Regions from separate parts of the Danio rerio genome. Here all the other regions are linked to region 3. A link is a contact called in public HiChIP or PLAC-seq and Micro-C data. All regions are on one chromosome and are shown on one strand. Each heading gives the region's core, a stretch centred on a gene start, on an enhancer-like site or on the middle of the called end of the contact. The rest is flanking DNA. Distances are from core to core; before and after follow the strand shown. Region 1 overlaps LOC137488668 (a long non-coding RNA gene). Region 2 has its middle 24 kb from the start of smek1. Region 3 holds the start of mycn (MYCN proto-oncogene, bHLH transcription factor).

The links. Hi-C and Micro-C count contacts between places; a contact is called where the count stands out from the background. HiChIP or PLAC-seq counts read pairs in DNA pulled down with a chosen protein or histone mark.
Region 1: an H3K4me3 HiChIP or PLAC-seq map of gastrula embryo shows a contact between it and region 3, with 5 times the contacts expected there. The contact joins the enhancer-like site here to the promoter of mycn in region 3. A contact is called at or near these places in 6 of 18 Hi-C or Micro-C datasets (caudal fin, embryo and an unstated tissue) and 3 of 4 datasets of contacts at active chromatin or transcription factors (caudal fin, embryo and gastrula embryo).
Region 2: a contact with region 3 is called in a Micro-C map of caudal fin, with 14 times the contacts expected there. The contact joins the enhancer-like site here to the promoter of mycn in region 3. A contact is called at or near these places in 4 of 18 Hi-C or Micro-C datasets (caudal fin, embryo and hematopoietic stem cells) and 3 of 4 datasets of contacts at active chromatin or transcription factors (caudal fin, embryo and gastrula embryo).

Annotation. Positions count from the first base shown.
Region 1 is chr20:36,287,655-36,292,501 of GRCz12tu, reverse strand. All of the region lies in intron 1 of LOC137488668 (a long non-coding RNA gene), which reads left to right. Among named protein-coding and RNA genes, the nearest start is that of smek1, 65 kb to the left of the region's middle. Within about 2 kb of position 2,626, at least 7 of the 62 cell types and tissues checked have an H3K27ac peak or open chromatin away from gene starts, as enhancers often do.
Region 2 is chr20:36,328,675-36,333,668 of GRCz12tu, reverse strand. No RefSeq gene overlaps it. Among named protein-coding and RNA genes, the nearest start is that of smek1, 24 kb to the left of the region's middle. Within about 2 kb of position 3,543, at least 37 of the 62 cell types and tissues checked have an H3K27ac peak or open chromatin away from gene starts, as enhancers often do. A contact at or near this core is called in caudal fin and gastrula embryo, where this site is marked.
Region 3 is chr20:36,159,653-36,164,062 of GRCz12tu, reverse strand. mycn (MYCN proto-oncogene, bHLH transcription factor) reads right to left here and starts at 2,508. Exons shown (of 3, transcript NM_212614.2): 1 at 2,389-2,508; 2 at 1,077-1,727. The coding sequence starts at 1,722. It overlaps LOC141379355 (a long non-coding RNA gene), which reads left to right. Exons shown (of 3, transcript XR_012395904.1): 2 at 3,073-3,180.

The sequences.
Region 1 (4,847 bases), core at 1,377-3,876, 130 kb before region 3:
CCTAATAATACAATGGAGGGCGCATGCTGAAAGGCAGAGGAATGCGCTGTCTTTGAGAACTCGCAACTTCATCTGGCACTTTCTGAGTACATTTCCATGGACACCAATTCTCCGATTTTAATATGTTTAAGATAATACTCTTATTAAGAGTCTACCATGCAAGTAGTCATTTTTGAATATTTTAAAAGACCACCTAGTCATGAAATGTGGAGGTTTTTCTTTCCGTTCACCATGCGGTATCAAATTCCTTTAAAACAAAAGTCGAAAGTTAAAAATGAAACACGCAAAATTGCATAAAACTCTGGAGAAAACGCTGGATAGCCTGGTAATGTGACATTGATTGTTTTATACTGAAACTTGCCTTTAAAAAGTGCTTCCATGATCTTATCCATATTTCTTTGCATGTCGAACAAATGTCGGCCACAACAGGGAATAAAAAAAACTGCAACTGCGTTAATTGCTTTGATTTTTTAACGCGTTAAATGTTTCAAATTAATTGCATGCGTTAATGCAGGGGTTTTCAAACTGTGGGTCGCGACTCACTAGTGGGTCGCACAGTAAACAAAGGTGGGTCACGCAACGTCACATAGCTGCAGCTATATTTACATTGCGGTGAATCAAAACCAGTACGATTGACGGCAATAACTTAAAAACCTCTTACCCTAAAAATATCTAAGGTGTGTTTCCTACAAAAAGACAAAGCTGGTTATGTTTCACAGCTGTCTTTTTCTTTTTTTTCGCTCGACATTACGAGCACTGCTCCGTTTGAGCTCTCGCAATCTGCGTTTAGCCAGTAGACCTCGCACAGAGCGGAGCTCTCAGTAAGGGACCGTCGGAAAAGTGCTTATTTTTTTCTTTTCTTTTTTTGCTCCGTCCTGCGTGTTTTATTTTAAACACTACTAATTATGTCTTAAATGAGCACAAACCGTTACTAAAGTAGTCGAATGCTTCATTATAGATCTCTGCATTTTTACTTTTACACCTCTGCTATCAAACAAAACATAATGAGAGATTCATTTGCTGTTCTTCACTAAATAACTATAGTATCTTTAATCAATATGCAAATACAATTAAAAGTGAAATAGATTTTATAGTTTTATTTAATTTCTGGATAGGCCATTGATTTGAATAGGCTAAACCTTTTTTTTTGTCTATATTTTCTAATGTTTGCTATTTATTCTATCATTTGAAGCTATTTGTTGTCCCATGTTTTTTACATCCCAACGTTGACAGATTGCTAGTAAATAAATAGCTATAATGCTCTCTGTTAGTTTTGCATCAGCTAATGTTATGGAAGGGCATAGATGTTATGGAAAATAGTAATAGTAATTTAACTACCCCATCATTCCTTCCTCAAGCAAATGTGTTAATATTAGATCTATTCAACAATATCGTTAATTGCATTGGCATATTTATCTGACGTTTTCCCAGCTTGTAGTAGTCGATCAAAAAGCTATTTAGTTTCTTATGACTACACTAGCAGTGGAATTTACTGCAATGTGACGGGGCTTGATCATAATCCAGGGGCTTGATCAAAGGTTGATCATATTCTCTTTTAAAAAAAGAAGAGTACATTTTCAACAGAAAAATTACAGTTACAGCCAGCATCCCACAAAAAGCACTTCGAGTCTCATTTTGTGCATATCAAATTGCAAAATCCAAAAAGCTGCACACCATATATTTCGTGTTTTTTCATATATTCGTATTTTGAGCTCTAAAATTGAATTTGTGTATTTACGTACTGCGTTTAGAATTTAAAATTTGTATTTGTGTATTTATGAATCGTGTTTTGAATTTATGATTTGGATTTGTGTATTTATAAATCGTGTTTTGAATTTATGATTTGGATTTGTGTATTTATGAATCGTGTTTTGAGCTTATAATTTGGATTTGTGTATTTACGTACTGTGTTTAGAATTTACGAATTGGATTTTTGTTTTTATGAATCATGTTTTGAATTTATGATTTGGATTTGTGTATTTATGAATCGTGTTTTGAGCTTATAATTTGGATTTGTGTATTTACTTACTGTGTTTAGAATTTACGAATCGTATTTTTGTTTTTATGAATCGTGTCTTAAATTTATGATTTGGAATTGTGTGTATTTGAATTGTGTTTTGAACTTACAAATTGAATTTTGTAAATGTGAATTAAGCTGTGCATGTAGAAATTTTATTTTGTAAACGTCTTATTTTTGAGACTGATCTGGTTCCATATATAAATGCTTCTATTAAATTATCATTCATGCTTTAAATTCTACAAGCTTTTTTTTTTTTTTACAGTAAAGACATTTTCCTTTGGGTGAGAAAAATCGTTATAAGGTTAACATTTAGTTAACTTGATCATTGGAATTTTAGCATTATAGAAATTACCTAGCTCCTATGTCCATCTTTTGATCAAACACCTCAGAGAATTGTCTTATGATTTAGCTTTGCTGTACTGTACTGCATCATATATTGTAATCATATGCCTCCAGACTGTACATTACAAATGCACAGTCTAGTAATGTTGTTGAAGGACAGTAACAGTTGCACAGTGTGATGATAAGGAGTAAAATACTGTCACAGAAAAAGAGGGAGGAGCTCAGTTGTAGAGGAATGATGATCATCTGAGATGAGAGAGAGAGAGGTGTGGTCAAGTGACCTGCATTGTTACAAGCAGAATAAATCAGTCTGTTCAGTGTCTGCAGGGCTTCAGCGGTCTGGGATCTGGAGGGTGAATCTGTGCACAGACATATGTGTGTGTGTCTGCATGCTTTGTTTCAAGGTCACACTGCTCCCCCAGCTTGAAGGTTGAATTATGTAACCCAGATATTAATGCCTTCAGTGTATCTCTATTCTCTTTTCTGCATACTGGGAGACTGGCTGAAAATCAGCTGTATTCTTAAAGTAAAACTAATATTGTAGTAAATAAAATAAATATGTATCAATTTTTGTTCTAAGATTCTAAAAAAAATGATGAAACTAAAACTGAAAAAATATACTATTATTAAGAATTAGAATAATAACTATAGATATTAATGTTTAAAATACCTATAGTTAACCTACAATTGAAAATATAAAAAATAAAAGCTAATTAATTTTAAAAAGTTAAATAAATGATCAAAACTTGGCGTAAAATTCATAAAATTAATGTACAACAAAAAGAGAGGATTAAATAATTAAAAATGTCCAATAAAGGCTGTTAAAAATTACAAAAGTTACAATAAAAAAGCACCAAAAATAATAACTTTAATGAAAGATATTGTATAAACTGGGGCTGCACAATATATCGTTTCAGCATCGATATCGCAGTGTGTGCACTCGCAATAGTTCACATCATGAGTATCCACAATGTTGAGTTGGGAATTATAGTTGATCAACAATGAAGACTGCAGTGTTATTTAACATTTTACATCACATTTGATTATTCAATTACTGTACCAGAACTTCTTTCACCTTTAGTGGATGACTCTATTGTCCATCATTGAATCGGTTCTCTGCACTTCAATAACTGCTACCAAATCTGACCTCTGAAGACTACGTCGAATAGTTTGGGCTGCTGAGCAAATAACTAGTACAACCCTAATCATTTATTTTATATAGCACCTTTAAAACTTACTTTTCAAAGCTCTTTACACAAGATACGAGATACAAGAATAACAGAAACACAGTTGTCCAGAGGTTATACAAAATTATAGAAAAAATAAAACATGTCAGAAACATTATAAATATAAGAAAACAGATCACAAATACACATAAACCTTTACATGCATTTGAAAAAAACATTGCTTTGAAAAACCATGACATATATGTTTTATTAAAATCGATGTCATCAATAACAGAAGTTTTAATGTCATTCATTAGTTCAACTATTCTGTAATGAGGGAGTCAGTCACTACTGAACCTTTATATTCTTTAAAACACGTGTTATTCACTCACAGTTCTGAGGCCTGTTCTCCTCTTGACCCTGGTGTGCAACATTTTGACCTGTCAAAGTGTCTGGCAGGGGTGGCCCATAAACCAGCAGGGTGTCCAAAAAAACCCTTCACGTCTCCGCACACTTCAGCCCTTTATTAGAGGAACAGGAAAGAAACCAGGGATCAAGAGAGGAAAAGGTTGAACCTTCACTCTTTAGGAGGCCGCAGATCCATTTTCAAGAATGACCGTCACACGCCTCCAAAAACTAGTAAAGCAATCACACACACAAAAAAGCTCTTGGTCGAGGCCCGAAAAAACACCTGGTTCAGTGAATCCAAAACCTGGTTAATCTGTCTGCCAAAAACCTCCCCCTTCCCTTCCTCTACACCCAGCAAACATCTCAGCGTCTCGACTGGAGTGTCATTGTGAACTCCCTCAAGTCATTAACAAATAATTAATTAGCAGCCCCCTGAGGGAATGGATTAAGACCTCTGCAATGATGTTTTGTTGCACTCTTGGGAAGAGGAAAGGGGGAAGTGGAGGAAGCGCTTTACAATTGCGCTTCATGATTCAAGTCGTCACCTCACACGTGAAGCCTGATTTGGGCTTTAATCTCATGCACTGAAATGGTATCGGTATTACTTTATTTTTTTTCTGAGCGATTTTCTAAAATAGATGTTTTATGATGTAAATTAATGTAAAAAGAAGATGTAAGTTACAAATTTATGTTATACTTTTTAGTGCGGAAATCTTATTGATGACAATATTAAGTAATTTCACACAAGTTAAATAATTAGTAAATAACTTTTTTTTTTGTAATAAAATTTCAAAATTTATGAGTAGAATTAAATAAGTAATACATATATAAAACAATTCTAAAATGAAACATCATGCTTATCCTGACATATGCTTATCATAGTGTAAAATAAATATAAAACAATATATTTT
Region 2 (4,994 bases), core at 2,294-4,793, 170 kb before region 3:
ACATTAAAACAGTTTTACTCTGCTTTTTAAAGTAAAGTCAACTCGTCTTGGCTTTCGTGCAATGGGTAACTTAATCCCTTTTTATAGTGTAATCTTCAATGTACTGCCATTGGTACAATAATTAATAATGATTATCAATATTGTGAGCAGTTTGTACTGCACAATATTTTTGTGGAAACGGGTATATTAGGGTTTTGAAATTGTATGTCTGATCAATATAGCACATCCTTAAACTTATTTTTGTTATTTCTAATTTTATTTATCCTATTATATTTATCCTAAAATATTAAGTGGCAAAACCTGTTGATTGATTTAAGGATGTATTTTTATTTATAAATTACATTTTTTCAGTGCATATCTGAATGATTTCTGAAGATTATTTTAATTGAATAACGTCAAGAAATACAATGCAAGTCAAGCACAACAAATGTACAAAAATTCAAAGGCTGGGGGAGATATAAACAATATCACAGGAATACATTAAATGATGTACAGGCTTGTACATTTTGCTGTTTTTAAAAGTTTTGAGGGTGATAATAATTCAATACAGTGCTTCACTTCATTTTTAAATACAATAGAACTATGAAATTGTATGAATTCACATTTTAAAATGTAATAATTCTAAATAATGCTGCATTTGGTAATCAAATATTAATGCAATATTGCTGGGGTAGGCGATGTCTTTTAAAAAGAATAATAACATTTTAAAAAATCAAGTACCTCATGTTGTTGGCATGCTGTGAACATTTTATAACGTTTGTCCCTTAATTCTCATGTGTGAATCAAAACTTTGACTTGAAACATGTTCAGCCACCTCTCAATCATTGCCTGAATGCAATATGTTTTATCTTTGAAGAGATCATGCCCAAATAACCAACAGGCACATGTCAGTATCCTGGCACTTGATTTCCCTTTTAATTATAAATGTAACCGTGACAAATCAAGCCGCACAAATGAGTTCAGCTCATCAGCATCTGATGCCAGTCAAATCCAGCAGCGCCTGGCAGTTCCTCAAAGAAAAGCCACCGTGCCAGCATCAGTGTCTCCCTCTTCGTGTGTGGTGGTCTGTGCGCTTTATTTATTTGTTGAGAATTACTGGTCCTTTCCATTGGCACGTGGCAGTGCCAGTGGAGAGATTCTGCAGATGTGCTTTTGAAGTGAAGCCACCCAGCAGATACTGACATGGCTTTGGAAACAGAAAGGGTTGATGCTTTAACTGGTTTGTTTTCGACTGTCCTTGCTGAAAAGACTGACAAGCAGGAAAACCAGTAAGGGATTAATCTGGCTGATCTAGTTAACTAATGTGCTGTTGCAAGTTAAGAAGTCTAAGGAGGTCAATTATCTGGTTAAGTTCATGCCTGGTGACCTGTGTAAACCTGTTGCTTTAAAATAAATGAGTTAACTTTACATGAAAAAGTAAGAAAAATGTTGCTTTTAAAGCGATTAATTGACTAAAATGAGTAAACCTATGTATTTAAAATGATAATTAGACCTTAAAAGGTGAGTAGCCTGTGGGTTTTAAAACGATTAGTTGACTACTTAAAGTGAGCAAACCTGTTGCTTTAAAAGATATTAGTTGACTTTACTTAAAAAGTTAGTACCTGTTGCTTTTAAAACGATTAATTGACTTCAAGTTAAAAAATCTGTTGCTGATTAGTGACTTAAAAGAAAAAAGGGTGAAGAATAAGAAATAAACCCATCGCCTTAAAAGCAATTAGCTAACTTTAAAGGCAATTAACTTTAAAACCAATTGGTTACCTTTAAAAGTGATTAGCTAACTTTAAAAGCAATTAGCTAACTATAAAAGTAGACAGAGTAAACCCATTGCTTTTACAATGATTAGATTAGATTAGATTTAGATGATTAGTTGACTTTAAAAAAAGGTAGTAAACTTGTAGCTTTTAAGTGATTAGTTGATTTACTTAAAATAAGCCTATTTTTTATTATTATTAGTTGACTTAAACAAGTGAATAAACCTGTTGCTTTAAAAGAGATTAGCTGACTACTTGAAAATGTGAGAAACCCATTACTTTTAAAGCAACTAGTTGACTTAAATAAGTAAACCAGGTTGTTTTAAAGTGATTAGTTGACTTTAAGTTTTAAAACGATTGGTTGACTTTACTTAGGGACTAAACCTGTTACTTTAAAAGCGATTTTGACCTTACTTAATTACGTAAAAAAATGCACCTTAACAGTTCCAAGGTACAATGGGTTTATACCCACTTTTTAAAGTAAAGTCAACTTTTCTTGGCTTAGAGGCAACGGGTTACCAGCGGTGTAAGTTATTACAGTGTGATATCTGGAATCATGATGAAAACATTTGGATAGTAAATAGAATTTCATATTTCTCACATCACTTGTACAGAATGTGAATTATGACAATTTTCTAAGCTAATTCAAGCCATAAATATAAGCACAATATGTTTAAGAAATTAAATTTTTTTTACATTAAACTACATTATTACATTAAAGTGACGGTAAATACTTTTTTTACACATTAATTTAATCTAAAAATCTTTATAAACAATCAAGGTTTTAGCATTTGCGTTGAAAAAAATATGAGTTAAAATGGATCAAATATATAAAAGGTTTTCAATATTTAAATGATATGTAGGCTAACTATTTTGCGGCTGGAAGGCCATATGCTGCATAAAACATCCTAAAATAATAGGTGGTTCATTCTGCTGTGCTGACCCCTGATAATGCAGGGATTAAGTCAAAGGAAAGTGAGTAATTATATGTTGTTATGTCATGTTATGTGTTATGTTATTATGTTGGACAAACCAAACCGCTAAATATTTTTAAAAAGAATAAAAGTATGACGCACTGGTTTGGTTTGTTTTAAAAATCAAACAACTAAACCGACTAATTAGGATCTAAAGGAGCACTTGGTAATTAAAGACAGGTGTGTTTGATCAAGGTTGCAGCTGAACTCTGCAGAAAGGTATATCTTCAGGAGCAGGATTGAGCCCCCGTTTTATAATGTAGGCTACATTTAAATTCTATGGAATAGGTTTATAAAATTATGCTAAAGTGAACTATTATTTATATTCTAGATAAATTGTACACATTTAAAGCCAATATTTTATACTAGTATATGGTAACTAATTACAGCTGTTTGAAACATGACATCTTGCTTTCAAAAACTTTACGTTTAGAGCGGAGTGTTTCCTGCACTACTCGAGTCCCTCCAACAGAGGGCGCGCGGCCTCCACTCTTTTCCCCCTGTCCCACGAGAACGGCTTTTGTGACAGATTGTAGAATCGTTTAGAGGCAGTAAAGTCTGGCGAGCAGGAAATCATCCGCGTCTCTCGACGAGGTTGTCAAAACAGCCGCACAATGTGCACTTTCATGTGCACAACTGGACCCTGTCGCCCCGACCGACAATCGCTTGTGTTCGCTGCACAAAGTGGCCTCTGTGTCGGCCGGGGCTCCTCCTTTGGCCCGGCGGCCGCTGTGGAGGTGATCGGGGGCCGCGTTCAGCATAGCGTGTCTGTTTGTGTGATTAATCACCGTGTAAAACTCCAGCGTATCCGTTTCGGTGGGAGCGAGGAGCCACGGGCGCCTCTCCGTTTATGCGTCATTGTGTCTAACGGTGCCCGGTAGCCGAGAGAGAGCAGAGGGCAAAAGTTTGAGCATATGGTTGAGATTAAGGCGCTAAAGAAACTGACTGATTCACATGATTGGGATTTGTTTTATTTTGAGTTCGCCTGATTACTGAATAAACGTCTTAAAAGTGATTGATCTTTTTTTAGGGGGGAATATAGGCCTATTCACTGAAGCCTTTTGTTCGCTTTAGCATGGTCCCCCAAGCGTTACTCCACATCCAGTGATAGTTGCATCCTTCATGTGTTTATATATTTGGTCCGTTTGGTTTGCGCATGCTGCCGACGTGAATGTAGATTCTGAAAGGGATGTCATCTCTTGTAAGTTGCTATCTTCTGGAAATCATGATGCATTTTTGCAGTAAATACAGTAGCCTATGCTTTTTTCTGCAAGAGTAGAGAAAGTTTATTCAATTCAATTAATCTTTATTTCTAGATCGCTTTTACAATGTAAATTGTGTCAAAGCAGCTCAACATAGCAATTCAAGTGAATTGAAGCTCTCAGTCCAGTTTTCTGTATTATCACAATACAGAATATTTATTTTACAAAACGTCCAGTTACATTTGAGTAAACTATGCAGAATGCTTTATATGTCCTATAATACAGCACACACTTTTGTATTTGTACAGGTAGAGTAACAAAGTCTTTAAGTGTTTATGGCACATCATCTGAATTGCTCTTCTTGTAAATGATTAAAATAGTGAACTTTTCAGAAAATACCAGCTGATTCAAATGTTATCACTCGATTAAATGAGCGTTATCAGCTGATAGATATGGGGCAGTAGGGGCCGTCTGCGCCTACTAGGCTCAAGGCTGTTGTTATCTTCCACATAGTTAATCAGCTATAGATCACATACGGCTGCGGATGGAAGTTATAGAGGATTATTTATATTATTTATTGATTTTTCCATTAATTGTGTTTTATTAATGTCTAAAACCCAACCATCACAGTAATGTAAAAAAGCAATATTGATCTGGAGTTTTCTCTATTAGTATAGCTAATTAACCATGTGGATGGATAACAACCTTCTGAGCCTACTAGTAGGTGGCGAAAGCCCCTACTGGCCCATATCCATCGGCTGATATTGGTTATTCAATCGAGTGATAACATTTGAAGTGGGTGAAAATGTACTTGTCAAAGATTTCAATTAATTATATAAAAAAGATGTCCTTTTTTGCCCACCAAGGTGCATTTATGCATTACGAACTGTATTTTTCAGAAACATTATCACAATTCAATATTATTTTTTTAAGTCAATGACAACTATTAACTTGTTACTAACATTTTTCAAAACATTGTTTGTGTTCAACAGATGAAAGAAACTTACGTCATTTTGGAACACACTGGTGCTGGATAAATAGTAAGTACATTTTCATTTTTTAGGAGT
Region 3 (4,410 bases), core at 1,259-3,758:
ATCTGATGGCGTCTTAAGCTGCTGCCCTGGAGGGGCGCCAAGCAGACAGCTGGAGGAAAGGCTCCGCTTGTTCAAAGCCGTCACCCTGTAAAGAGAGATGACCCATCGTCTCTTTTTTTCCCCTTCCTTGTCTTTTTTTTCTTGTGATTATCATTCACTGCACCTCTCTGGAAGATGCTTGGCTTGCCAAGCTCGGCCCACTGGGCAGGAAAGGAGGGGGTTTGCCTTTCTCCTAAGATGCACGCGCATGCCTCTTTTATCACATACTGGTGCCCAGTGCCAGCCCTTATTCTCTCACCCACGTGTGATTGTCGTTTGGGATTTGCATTTGAAACAAGACCTCATTTCGAAGGGAAGCGACTTATTGGGGGCTGAGAATTTAGGGGTTTGGCTTTTATGCAATCTGCCCTCGCTCACACATCGCCAAACATCTGAGCCCATGGTTTTACACCACTAGAAGCTGAAATTTATATTTGATAGAGTAAAAATAACAATCAAAACACCTTTGCGTGTCAAAATAAACCTAATCCCGTGATTTAATAAATCTCCAAATTAGATTCTGCTTCCATGCTTAAAGCCAGATTAATGGAGGACAGATAAGGACATGTTTTCTGATCTAATATGGCTCAATGATGCTGTTCTCTGCTTTAAATCTTCAACCAAGAGCCATTCAGTCAAATGTCTAGGCATAATAGACAACATCAAATATTACCGCCATCTACTGGGTATGCAGACAAAGTATTACATAAACTCCCCATCACCGCCCACTACTACTACTGTGTGTGTGTGTGTGCGCGCGCGGGCGCGTGTGTGTGACCGACAGTCTGGAATGTCACACACTAATCCGATTCAGGGTCTGTCATATGATCTTCAACAATTACCCCAATGACCACTTACAAACTAGGCCAAACTATAAAATGCCAAACTGTTTAGCATCATCATCAACATCAGGCTATTAAAACAAGGGACTATGATAAGATATTAAATCTATTTGATTATTATAAACCAAGTTGTAAATACAGAATGAGAAAAGCGTTGACATTAGTGAATGATTTTAATTGTCAGGAGATTCTTACCAGAGTCGCTCGGAGTCTCGCCTGCACTGACTTGAGGCAATTGTTGGCTCCTCAGTTGTGTCACACTTTGGCTGCTGCTGCTCCCGTTTCTTTTGTTGACTGGATAAGGGAAAACCACGGTAGGGTCCACACACTCCGGTATAGAGTGGCTCACTTCGGGCGCTTTGACTGTCGTGTCTTTACCGGCTTCAGTACAGGTTGGAGTAGGAACGACTTTGCCGAGTTTCTCATTCACAACCCGCTCCAGTTTCTCTCGCGCCGAGAAGCCGCTCCACATGCAGTCCTGAATGATGATGGAATTGTCCGTAGTATCCAAAACGGAGCCAAAGAGGTCCCCGTCCGACGCCCCCCAAATGTCGTCTCCCGGTAAAAGCAGAAGCTCGGAAGCCCAGTCCAACGGGTCGGTTAATCCAAAGCCCATCAGCGAGCAATCCCCAGCCACCGCGCCCAGCTCCCCCGGGTCCCCTGGAAGCGCTGCCCGGCTCGGGGACAGAGGAGGAGTGGGCAGCAGCTCGAATTTCTTCCAGATGTCCTCACCAGGCGGTGCGGCGTCTGGTCTGCAGAAGTAGAAGTCATCCTCGTCCGGGTAGAAACACGGCTGCAAGGAGTCAAACTCCAGATCTGAGCTCATGGTTTTAGCTGGCATTCTCCCTGTGAAAGACACAAACTGATGTGTTAGAATAAGCTTGCAAAATGAAAGCTTCCCTCCAGCAAAAAGGCAAGCACAGCATCTTTTGTTATTAATGACTCTCACTGTTTTTTTTTTTTACCTGCCGTCTCACAGTGTGACACTGTTCTTTAACTTGATAAGATAAACTTTTAATTTTTATTACAGCATTAAAAAAGCTTTTTAAACATAACAACTTGCACAGATCTGTAATAATTATGATAATAATAATATATTTTATTAATAAATACAAATAGCTGATTGCTATTGGTGACTATAACAATAATGCAAACATATGCATTAAAATGCAATTGCCGTTTAGTTAAATAGCTAATCATTTTAGAATTATAAAGTATATTTTATTCTAACAAAGACATTTGGTGATAACATGCAAAAATATAGCCTACATATTAGCTACTTTGTTGTACGGTAGACTCAAAAGAAAAAAAAGACTAAGTCAGAGATGTCTTTGAAGTGTCCTTTACATTGTTTATTGTGATAGCGCTCATTAACTCACTTAAACTTTGGACCAGCACGAGACACAAACTCTTTCAAATGCAGGTCAGTCACAGACAGGTAAATAATCTTACGCGTGAATGAAACCAGCTATAGTTTAAGTGACTCTATAAGACCTGAGCGTCTTACCTCTTGTTTTTTCCTGTTTTTCTTGTCCCTTCTTTATCGCAGTCACTGTGCCTCCCGTTTGGAGTCGCACATCTACCGCGGCGACTGAAGACTGTTCTGCGCCTCTGTGTTTCGGGCTGTGAAGTATTATTCTAGCTGCTCGCGTTTAGGAGATGTTGACCCCTCCCCCAGTGGGCGGGGCGCAAGTGAGGTATTTGCATCTGTGTGGCATTTGATGTGTGATTTTTGTTTTTGAAGGGGCATCAGATTGGGATGTCCAAGTTGTTTAATTTGCTGGTAATAAAGGAATATGTCACATACACATATTAAGTCATCCCCATGTTACAAAGCTCGCATAATAATAGGCCTAATATTATTATAATTTTTTTAAAGAAATGCAAAAAGAGATTGCGTAGAAAACAATAAAAGTAGGCTTTAAACAGTCCAATCACTATTTTTTCCCCCAAAATATAAAACAAGAACTACAAGATGGTAATATTTTGGCATAATGGAGCTTATAAGGTATTGAGGAAGGCCTGGGTAATTTTTAATTGAATTTTAACTTAATGGTTGAAATATGTCAGTATGATGCTTTTACTTTTTTGTGTTGCTCATAATATAAAAGCTGTTAAGCACAGTAAAACACGACGAAGTGTGCTGTGAATGAATCAGAGCGAGTCAGCAGCATCTCTCCTCATTGTTCAGGTCAGTGAGGTAACGGCCGATCCGCATATCATCACCGACTCAACTCTGCCGCCACGTGGACACTGGACGATCACGCAATGCGCCAGTCTGTTTACATTCGGAAACGAGGTATGTTTTGTGTTGCTGCTCACTCAAAACGTCTTATCAGTAAGCTCTCCATATAAACACTTTACAGTAGATAGTGTTGATTTACTTCTAACGAGAGAGCTGTATGAAGGAGGAGATACTGTTACGCAGCATGCTCTTGTTTACTCAGTGTTTGAACCCATGGAGTTTTGACGCCACGCTCTGGTTTAGTGGACTGATTTCAGGCCTTTGGAAATTATACATGAGTCAAAACAATGCTCAAATAATATTAATATAATTAAATTACATAATAGTTTTTAAGCTATAGCACAATAGCTCAAAAATGGGTAAATATTGGATTATTATTGCACCTTTAAATTAAATGAAGTTGTCTCATTTAGTTTTTGGAATTTTGAAGCTGTTTTTAATATATATAAAATGTTTTTAATTTTTATTCATCTGATACATTAGTCATAATTACATTGGTTAATCTCATAAATATTAACAAAATGTGGTGACTTGATTGTCACATTTATTTTAAATACACACACAAACAGTTTTTAGCCAGCAAACAAATTCGGGTACAGTTCTGCATAACTAAGACACATGTTGAAAGTACATGATGTCACAAGATGCAACCATAAAAAGGGCAGAATACCTGGTTTTTCTTGTTATTTTTGCAGTGCTGCTCATTATAGTTCACCTAGTTCACTTAGTCACACTCACATACTGTGTATTGTAATTGTAGTGTGAGAGAAACTCTTACAATTGCAAGTCAAGCTGTTTAAAAAAAGCCTTCAAAATGTCCCAAGATTATTTGTAAAAATCTTTCTTTACTCAAATAAGATAATTTAAATTCTAACGCTTTTTAAGCTGTGTTTGAAATCAGCTTTGCAGCTGGAATGCCATCCGCTGCATTACACATATGCCAGAGTAGTTGGTGGTTCATTTAATTGTGTTGACCCCTGATAAATCAGGATAGTGAGTGAGTGAAACCAGCTTATAAACCAACTCCAAAGTCAAGCGGCCTTGACTCAAAATCTTATCTATTGAGACAAAACTCCCGTGATCACATCCCCATGTGACATCTAGCCCAGACCACCGCTATTATATAGACTTGAAGACTTGTGCATCACTTGCTTCTCTTATGAAAACAGATTGCTGTGGGAACTCTTGACAGAAATACACAGACCATAAGAGACGGTTTGGGATTTGAAGCGCTCCTCCAGAGCCCAATCTTTAGAGCTCAGCTCAGGAAGAGCTTCCTGTGTG